2 separate regions of the Sus scrofa genome follow, and region 2 is linked to region 1. Evidence: chromatin contacts called from public HiChIP or PLAC-seq data. All regions are on one chromosome and are shown on one strand. Each heading gives the region's core, a stretch centred on a gene start, on an enhancer-like site or on the middle of the called end of the contact. The rest is flanking DNA. Distances are from core to core; before and after follow the strand shown.

The links. HiChIP or PLAC-seq counts read pairs in DNA pulled down with a chosen protein or histone mark.
Region 2: a contact with region 1 is called in an H3K27ac HiChIP or PLAC-seq map of skeletal muscle. The contact joins the enhancer-like site here to the promoter of LRRC4 in region 1. A contact is called at or near these places in 7 of 47 Hi-C or Micro-C datasets (alveolar macrophages, brain, embryonic fibroblasts and 2 more) and 1 of 2 datasets of contacts at active chromatin or transcription factors (skeletal muscle).

Annotation. Positions count from the first base shown.
Region 1 is chr18:20,317,255-20,322,035 of Sscrofa11.1, forward strand. LRRC4 (leucine-rich repeat-containing protein 4) reads left to right here and starts at 2,063. Exons shown (of 2, transcript XM_021078634.1): 1 at 2,063-2,803; 2 at 2,997-4,781. The coding sequence starts at 3,097. All of the region lies in intron 16 of SND1 (staphylococcal nuclease domain-containing protein 1), which reads right to left.
Region 2 is chr18:20,597,101-20,601,881 of Sscrofa11.1, forward strand. All of the region lies in intron 9 of SND1 (staphylococcal nuclease domain-containing protein 1), which reads right to left. Among named protein-coding and RNA genes, the nearest start is that of SND1, 54 kb to the right of the region's middle. Within about 2 kb of position 2,686, at least 38 of the 83 cell types and tissues checked have an H3K27ac peak or open chromatin away from gene starts, as enhancers often do. A contact at or near this core is called in brain and skeletal muscle, where this site is marked.

The DNA.
Region 1 (4,781 bases), core at 813-3,312:
CATGTTCTTATCTGACTGCAAATGCATAATAAAAAAGTTGGTATGTACAGCTGAAATGGACAGAACAATGTAAATCAACTGTAATAAAAAGATGTTTTTAAAAAGTTGGTAAACGATGGGGAATCCAACTTGCCTACAACAGAACTGTTTCCATGCTATTCAGAAACAGAGACTTCAAACATTCTCTGGCATATTTAAGGAGCTTTCGGGTTACTAGGCAGCAGACGGTACTGAGATAAGGGTGTGGCAGAATCCAGAGAGCTGAGACTTTCTCTTGTTAATAAGCGCGAGCCCACGTCCAGGTGATGGGCGGGCAAGCCTGCCAAGGCAGAGCGGGGCGGGGCACAAGGAGTCTGGAGGTAGCCCTTGAAAAGAAGCAATACTGAACCAAAGCCATTTTCCTACCAGCGGGCTTCCCAGGGCTTAGCCGCCGATGGCCCCACCCCCACTAGGCAGAGAAAGGGGCAGTCACTTTCCCGGGAGGGAAAAAGGAGACCCAGTCCTTTTCTCTCTTTTACCCTGGTCTGTCACATGCCGCCGGGTCTCCTCTCACCAGACGAAGGGGCAGGTTGCTACGCAGTTCCTCCCAGGGAGTCCCGGCAACTAAGAAGAGCCAGTGAAGCTCGGGGCGGCGCGGGGGGGGGGGGAGCAGCAGGTTTAGGACCCGTCCCCCCTCCAATCTCTGGGAGCCGGGCTGGGAAGAGTGAGACGCCGCAGCTCCAGCTGCATGAATGAACCGGTTGTGCCGTGGCTGCTGGGAGTTCACCTCGATCCTTCCTGCTGGTTGTTGTGATGTCCCAGGTTGTCATTCCCCCAGCTCCCCGCACTTGGTCTTTCCTTCCACTGTTTGCCTCCCCCGCAACCCTCATTAAGAAAACTATCATTTTAAGCCCTAGTTAAAGCGGAGGAGAGGTGAGGAAATCTGTGAGGGAGGGGGCAGGACGAACAGGCATCTGTGCAGTAGCGCCCCGGCCGCCCCCGCGTCCCTCCGCGCAGCTCTGAACTCCGAGCGTGCAGCCCGGGCCTCGCTGCCGGGGCGCCCCGTCAGCAGTCGGCGGGGGTGAGGATGACGCGGTCCGGGCGGGAAGCCCGCCAACTGCAGCAGCCCCGCCGCGGGACGCCGCGCCTCCGGCTCCCCGGCCCGTGAGCCCACCGCGCCCAGAGACTGAGGGTGCCCGGCGCCGGGTGCGGGGCGGGGGCGGGGGCCGGGGCCGGCGCGGTCCCTCCGCAGCAGCCCTGTGCAGCTCCAGCCTATCAGCGGCCACCCGGCGGCTCCCTCCGATCGGACCAAAATAGCTGCGAACGCCTGCGACTTGCGCGCGGCCCCTCACTTGACGCTCGCTCCGGCTCTCTCGGCCGGCCAGCTCCCCGCGTCTAGAGGGGGCGGGGAGGAAGCGGCCGGGGAGGGGGTGGGGGTGGGGGAGAGAGGAAGGAGGGAGGAAGGAAGGGAGGAAGGAAGGAAGGAAGGAGGGAGGAAGTGGGACGGAGGCGCGGAGCTCGGGGCTGCGCGGCGCTGGAAAGCGCCGGCGTTAACCCCTCGAGGGCAGGCAGCGGAGGGGGAGCGGTGTTAATACATAAGAGCACTGCATCACGCTAATCTTCTCCCCAGAACAGTATGCGTCAGCAGTACATTCACGTTCTGACTGAAGGACAAAAGGATGAGAGAGCAGTCTGCGTGGCTGCTGCCTGCAACACCGCGAGCCCGGCGCGAGGAGGAGACGGTGGGCGCCGCGCGCAGGGGCCCCGCTGCTGCTGCCGCCGCCGCCGCCACTAGCGAGCGGGGACCATGTTCCCGGGCTCCGAAGCGTTTCCCGCAGCCGCGACCCCCGCTGCTCACGCCGCCGCCAGCGCTGGGGACGCTGCAGCAGTCCGCGGGCAGCGCAGCCGCTGAAGGCGCCGGGGGCCGGAGCCCCGAACTCGCTCCCTCCGCACAAAGCCAGAGCCCGCGGCGCGCCGGGGGCCCGGCTGCGGAGGGCAATTCCGCGCCGCCGGGGGCCGTGCCCGCCCCCGGACTCCCCGAAGGGGCCTGCGGTGCGGGGCGACCCGGGCGCCGCGCGCTCCTCCGGCCGGCCGACCAGGTCCCGGCGCTGCCTCCACGCCGCTGCCCCTCGGGGGGCTGGACGGATTACTACTCCGCGCACCAGCAGCCGGCGGACTGGCCAACGAAGCCCGGCTTCGGTCTTTTTAACCCTTGAGAGGCGAGGCGAGGCGAGGCGAGAAGGGGGTGTGTGTCTGGGGAGGGCGAAGGAGCGGCGAACACCTCCTCTTAACTCTCGCAGCACCGCGAGCCAACGACTGCATCAGCTGCCTCGGGCCGGGAGCGGCCGACACAAGCAGAGGGGGCAGCGCGGCGGCAGCACCGGCAGCGAACGCGGCCTGGGAGGCTGCGGGGCGCCCCCTCATTCCCCGCCGGGGTGGCAGCCCCGGAGCGGGCGGGGGGCGCTGGAGGCACACTCTGGCGATGAAGCGGCTTCCCCCTCGGCTGGTGCGAGCCGGGGCCAGGGTCCAAGGACAAAGCCGGGAAGCGCTGGGGCTGAGGGGGGGGCATGCACCTGCATAGCCCGCCGGGCCTTGGCTCTCCCGGCGCGCCTCAACTCCGCCGCTCCGCTCGCCGGCTCCGGATTTACTAGAAGCCATTTTGTCTCCCCCACCCGTCCCCTCCCCTCCCCTCTGCCCTCCCCGCCCCCTCTGCTTCCCCCTTTTGTTAATTAAAACTAAGAAGTGAGAATGGGAACGCTGTGGCCGGCTCTGGCGGAGAACGCTTAAGGACACCACGCCAATTCTTCCCTTCCTTCCTTCCGAGGTAGGTGACAGCGAGTGATTGGGTGGGGATGGTCGCAACGGGGGGCGGGGGGGGGGAAAGAAAGTCTCAGCTTTCCGAGGGCTGGTCTTGAGGTGGGGGGGCTGGTAGACGAGGGGCCACTCTTAGTTTGGCAGGATTGTTCCCGGCCGATCTGCTCCGTCTCTAATCGCCCCCTCCCCACCTCCTTCTCCAGATGGAAAGAGGAGCTCCTAGCTCACTTAAGCCGGGGTAGGGCTGGTTCTCCTTTCCGAGCCAAAATCCCAGGCGATGGTGAATTATGAACGTGCCACACCATGAAGCTCTTGTGGCAGGTAACTGTGCACCACACCTGGAATGCCGTCCTGCTCCCCGTCGTCTACCTCGCGGCGCAAGTGTGGATCCTGTGCGCAGCCATCGCTGCTGCCGCCTCCGCCGGGCCCCAGAACTGCCCGTCGGTCTGCTCGTGCAGTAACCAGTTCAGCAAGGTGGTGTGCACCCGCCGGGGCCTCTCCGAGGTCCCGCAGGGTATTCCTTCCAACACCCGGTACCTCAACCTCATGGAAAACAACATCCAGATGATCCAGGCCGACACCTTCCGCCACCTCCACCACCTGGAGGTCCTGCAGCTGGGCAGGAACTCCATCCGGCAGATCGAGGTGGGGGCCTTCAACGGCCTGGCCAGCCTCAACACCCTGGAGCTGTTTGACAACTGGCTGACAGTCATCCCCAGCGGGGCCTTCGAATACCTGTCCAAGCTGCGGGAGCTCTGGCTTCGCAACAACCCCATAGAAAGCATCCCCTCTTACGCCTTCAACCGCGTGCCCTCCCTCATGCGCCTGGACTTGGGGGAGCTCAAGAAGCTGGAGTACATCTCTGAGGGGGCTTTTGAGGGACTGTTCAACCTCAAGTACCTGAACCTGGGCATGTGCAACATTAAAGACATGCCCAATCTCACCCCCCTGGTGGGGCTGGAGGAGCTGGAGATGTCAGGGAACCACTTCCCTGAGATCAGGCCTGGCTCCTTCCATGGCCTAAGCTCCCTCAAGAAGCTCTGGGTCATGAACTCACAGGTCAGCTTGATTGAGCGGAACGCTTTTGATGGGCTGGCCTCGCTGGTGGAACTCAACCTGGCCCACAATAACCTCTCTTCTCTGCCCCATGACCTCTTCACCCCCCTGAGGTACCTGGTGGAGTTGCACCTGCACCACAATCCTTGGAACTGTGATTGTGACATCCTGTGGCTAGCCTGGTGGCTCCGGGAGTACATACCCACCAATTCCACCTGCTGTGGCCGCTGTCACGCTCCCTTGCACATGCGAGGCCGCTACCTGGTAGAGGTGGACCAGGCCTCCTTCCAGTGCTCCGCCCCCTTCATCATGGATGCTCCCCGGGACCTCAACATCTCCGAGGGGCGGATGGCGGAACTTAAGTGTCGGACTCCCCCCATGTCCTCCGTGAAGTGGCTGCTGCCCAATGGGACAGTGCTCAGCCACGCCTCCCGCCACCCGCGGATCTCCGTCCTCAACGATGGCACCTTGAACTTTTCCCACGTGCTGCTCTCAGACACCGGGGTGTACACATGCATGGTGACCAACGTGGCGGGCAACTCCAATGCCTCGGCCTACCTCAACGTGAGCACGGCCGAGCTCAACACCTCCAACTACAGCTTCTTCACCACCGTCACAGTGGAGACCACCGAGATCTCGCCCGAGGACACGACGCGCAAGTACAAGCCTGTTCCTACGACGTCCACGGGTTACCAGCCGGCATACACCACCTCTACCACGGTGCTCATTCAGACCACCCGTGTGCCCAAGCAGGTGGCAGTGACCGCGACGGACACCAATGATAAGATGCAGACCAGCCTGGATGAAGTCATGAAGACCACCAAGATCATCATTGGCTGCTTCGTGGCGGTGACCCTGCTGGCTGCTGCCATGCTGATCGTCTTCTACAAACTTCGCAAGCGGCACCAGCAGAGGAGTACAGTCGCAGCCGC
Region 2 (4,781 bases), core at 1,436-3,935, 280 kb after region 1:
AAACGTCAAGGCAGGCTCTACCCCCTCGTCATGCCCAGAGAGAAATAAACCCGAGGAAGTATCATAGTGCTCGCACCTTCACCCCCTGATTACAGAACATGAAGACCTAAGCACACCCCGGTGACAAGTTACTGCCATTCGTCACCCCTTATAATGCGTGAGTGGCCCCAGCAGCAGCAGCGAATGGCTTCTTGGAGCCATAAATCTCAGGCCTCGGAGGCAGACGCTCTCTCCTCGGCATCGCATCTCCCCGATTAGAAACCTCCTCTTCAGGAGCTGAGCACGTGGACGCTGCCGGCTGAACGAGCCTGCCTTTCTGGTGAAGGGGTGCGGGTATGCGTGTCTGGATGTGAGCATGCAAGTGGGCCTTATGATGGTTTATTTCTCTGTAAACTGTCATTATTGTCCAGAGAACAGGCAGCTCCTGGGCAGAGACATGGAAGAAGCAATAAAAGAGTAGTTATGGCCACACACTGTGCAGTAAGTAAAATGCAGAGTGGATTACTATCCAAAGCCCGCTCGTCAGCTCCGTCACAGACCATGTTTCCAACAGTGATATTTCTGATGGTGCTTTTCATCAGGGCCAATCGGAGCATGCTCACATCATCACTCACCCTCTCTACAAGCTACTGTCAAAACACACACACACACACACACACACACACACACACACACACACACCCTAGCCTACTGCCCACTCCAGGAGCAGAAATCTACACAGAAAAAAAGTCACTCGCTGGATTCGCCCTAAATCCAATTCCCTCCCCATTTCCTGGAGCCCAATTGTAAAAGGAAAAATGAGTGGCTTAATGATGACAAGTGCAGGCTCAGGGCTGCCACAAGTCAGGAGAATGGCAGAGTGCTGTCAGGGGCAAGGGACATCCATCCCTCGCTCTGGCCTCCTGCCACACTCCCCCTCTGCAGAGCCTTGAGCGGTGCAGCCACTGGACGCGAAGCTGCTGCCACTCAGCTTCTTAAAACCCCACGGTAGGTATGAAACCAGCAAAAAGAGCCTGCAATGGCCTCCTGACCTAGAGCCCCAGGTACAATTACCAGTTCTTGCAAAGCTGCCCAAGCTCTCAGTACCAGAGAGAGCAAAAAGGACACCAGCCCAGACGGGCCTCTAGGGACCACCTGCAAGCGTCCTTGCTGGGGCCACTGGACATGGGACAGCAAACAGCCTTCCTACTCTCTGGACCCAGGACTTCTCAGGACCTCTCCTGCTCCCCAAGGCTATAGGCCAGGTCTATTCTCCCGAGCTAATCCTGGGAACACTAGAGAAGGGACACCAAAGCGGGGCGGGGGGGGGGGAGACAAGCAGTACCCCACCCTGTTACGTGTCGGCCTGAGCTCACTGCATAGATCCCTTCCCCAACCCTCTAGAAAAGGGCAGCTGCCACCCTGTGTCCTCCCACAATATGAAGCGCAATTTCCTGCTGCGAATACCTCTGGGCACCTAAGTACCAGCAAAGCAACCTGGACACTGTAATAGGTACTTAAGAGGAAACCAAGCATCAAATTCTCAAAGAGGGGCAGCCCACAGAATAGCCGACCCGGTCCCTCACCACTGTCAAGGTCATCAAAAACAAAGAAAGCCTGAGAAACCACCAAATCCAAGAGGCGCCTAACAAGATATGACAACTAAATTTAGCATGCTATTGAGGATGAGAATTCTGAACAGAAAAGGGCCATTAGACAAAAACTAAGGAAATCTGACTAAAGTATAGACTTTAGTTGACAATAACATATCAATACTGGTATACTTCTTATAATCAATGTGCCACAATCATGTCAGATAATAACGGGAAGCTGGGGGGGGGGGAATAATGTGGGGATGCTGGTCTACCCATTTTTCTGTAAACCTACTGTTTCAAAAAATCAAGTCCATTTCAAAAGCTAGGTAAATGTTTTTTACAAAGCTGTTCTAATTCAACCATTTTCTTATCAGCAATTGAGCTTGCTAACTTAAGCTACAAAACCAAGTCCTGACCTCTGTTTGGTGTAGGAGGGGTCACCTCCCCAGACAGACCACCCCAGAACTTCCTTTTCATCCGAAAGCCGAAGGACAAAAGGTCAAGGAAGTAGCTGGTGGTTTTTGTTCTCTCCATATTACCAAATGGGAATCTAAAAGTCTAGCCAAAAATATTAAGCAGTATCCTTGCTTAAAATCCATCTTGGAGAGACATGACAATGAACTCCATTCAAAGCTCTGACATTTTTGCATGGCGAAAAATAATCAGGGCCAAACCAAACCAAGTTAAGTACTAGGATCCGCTGTATCCACGGGTAGTTTATAACCTGAGCTCCAAAACAGAACCTGAACAACAAATACCACAGAGATAACTACTTAGGGTAATCTCCCAGACAAGCCCTAGAGGGTAAGCTCCTTGAGAACAGGAACCATTTGTCATTCTTCTTGCAACGGGGCTCTGAGGGTTTAAGCAATCAATCCATACAGAGAACGGAGGGAGAGGCCTCCAACCAGGCAGGGCAGTGAGAAGACTCCACCCCTACTCCCCACCCCCAAGTGTCACTGGGTCTCTGAAGTCTGCAAGGCCCAAGCATCCAGCAGCAGGGACGGGGAGCCAAGCCACGTGCTCCGGGGACCATATGGCTACAAACAGCACAGATCAGCTAAAACGCCACAGGAAACGCAGGCAGGAAACTGGCAAGCCGCGACAGGCACAAAAGTCTCAAGCAGGCTCAGCTAATCGCTGTGAAGTGAACATGCTCTCTGCTAACCCGGAGAGACAAGGAGAGCCCTCCCTGGCATTTCCCTCCCTAGGAAGGGAAGCTGCTGAAGCAGAGAAAGGCAATCAGTCTTTCGGTGCCCCACATATCAAGAGAACACTTTGCTGAGTTTCAAATTTCTCGGAAGTGAGACTCTTGGCCAACACCCCAATCTACAGCATGCCATCGGTCCCAGAAGTCACCTAGGGGGTCCAGGAGGCCTCTGCTTAAAGAGTTCATAGGTCATCATTTGCAGGCTTTTCGGGCTATGACTAATTAATTAATGTACAATTAATTCCTAGGAGACAGAGTGACCGCTGAAAAGAGAGAGCCACTATTTGTTCAGGCCTTACAGTCACACCAGCCTCAGAGCAGAATCCTTCAGAGAAAAGTGAACTGTCAGACCATGTCCAGGAAGGCCCAGGGCACTAACCTTTTTAGGTTTCCATGAAAAAGTAGTTTGGCATTAACAAAAGTTTTAAATCAGGCAACCTGACTACCAAACTGCAGCTGGGTTCTAGCTTGTGAAAAGAAAAACAGGCCATTTTTCCTTTTACATTTTTTCCTTAATGCTGACATCCGGTGTTCTGTAACAGGGTTTGAAAACTGTGGCCAAGGGCCCACCGCCTACTCTTATAAATAAAGTTTTACTGGAACGCAGCCACGCCAGAGCTGTTTTCTTGCTCCAGTAGCAGAACTGAGTAGTCACAAAGAGTCTACAGGGCCCAGAAAGCCCCAAATATTTACTACATTGCCCTTTAAGAAAAAGCTGGTCAAGGGCTGCTCTACGACATGTTAGAAAATGAACTTAACATTCCTGAGGAGCAAATGTGCTCCAGAATATTCCTAAGGAAAAGAGTGCCATTTACAGGGAGATTATTCCATCTTCTAAATGATGGACAAATGATCAAACGACATGATTAATGACCTATCGGGGTTTAGTTAAGAAAATTATGATGCAGGCTTACAAGAGAACATTATGAACATAAAGCAAGTTCAAATATGTACTTTGTTACCCTACCTCTACACAAAAACAAAGGGCTTGGGGAGATGGTTTTGGATTTGTTTTGGCCGTGGGTGGGGGGTTGGGGGGGAGTTGCCAAGAGCCCAAAAGGACAAAGATAACGGGAGAGGAGAATATAGCAACAAAACTTTGCAGGCTGGAAAGCAGAAGGATGAGTGGTAACTGACTCCACAGACCCACAAAAGCTAAATCTGAGCTAGTGGTGAGAAAACAAAACAGCCGGTCTGACTTACAGGCAGGCTGGCCCCACCCACCAAGACTAAGAAACTATCAAATCAGGACTCTCGAGAGGGGATAAGAGGGGGTGAAAATAAGGCCCCAAAATAGGACTGGTATAAAAATCATGGAAGAAGTCCCTGGATTTCAGGATGTACACCCTAAATCCCATACCGAGGACTTCACTGCTTCTAAACCAGTGTGGACCAGACCTTATTCTTTGAGAGAGACAACCAAGGCATCAGCAGCTATCTGAGGAAAGCCTCTAATATGGAAAATCAGGGCTCAAAATGAGCAAAGAGAATTAAAAACAACCTAGAGAACACCAACTATACAGGGAGAAGAAAATCTTCAAAAAATTATTCATTTCTCAAAAAAACTAAAAGATGATATTTATGTCTGAAGTACGACATGTTTTTTTTTTTAATAATAACAAGAGAAACATTCAGAGGAAAAAAAAAAAGCTCGTAGAAATTAAAAGGTAATATCATAAAGTATCCAATAGAGGGGCTCAGAGGTAAATATAAAGATAACTAGAAAGAAGAAAAGACAAAAAGATGGAAAATAGGAAGAAAAAATTAGAAGACCAGTCCATGAAGTCAAACATCCAAATAGGAGTTCTAGGAAAAACAGAAAGCAGAGAAACTAGATGGAAATCAACAACACAACAGTTGAAATCCCCACACATAAAGGACTAAAAATTAAACCACAACATGCTCACACATGGATAAGCAAAGCTCATCACTGTGAAATTTCAGAATAAAGAAGGATTTGCTTGGGTTGTGATGATCATTGTGCAACTATAAATGTA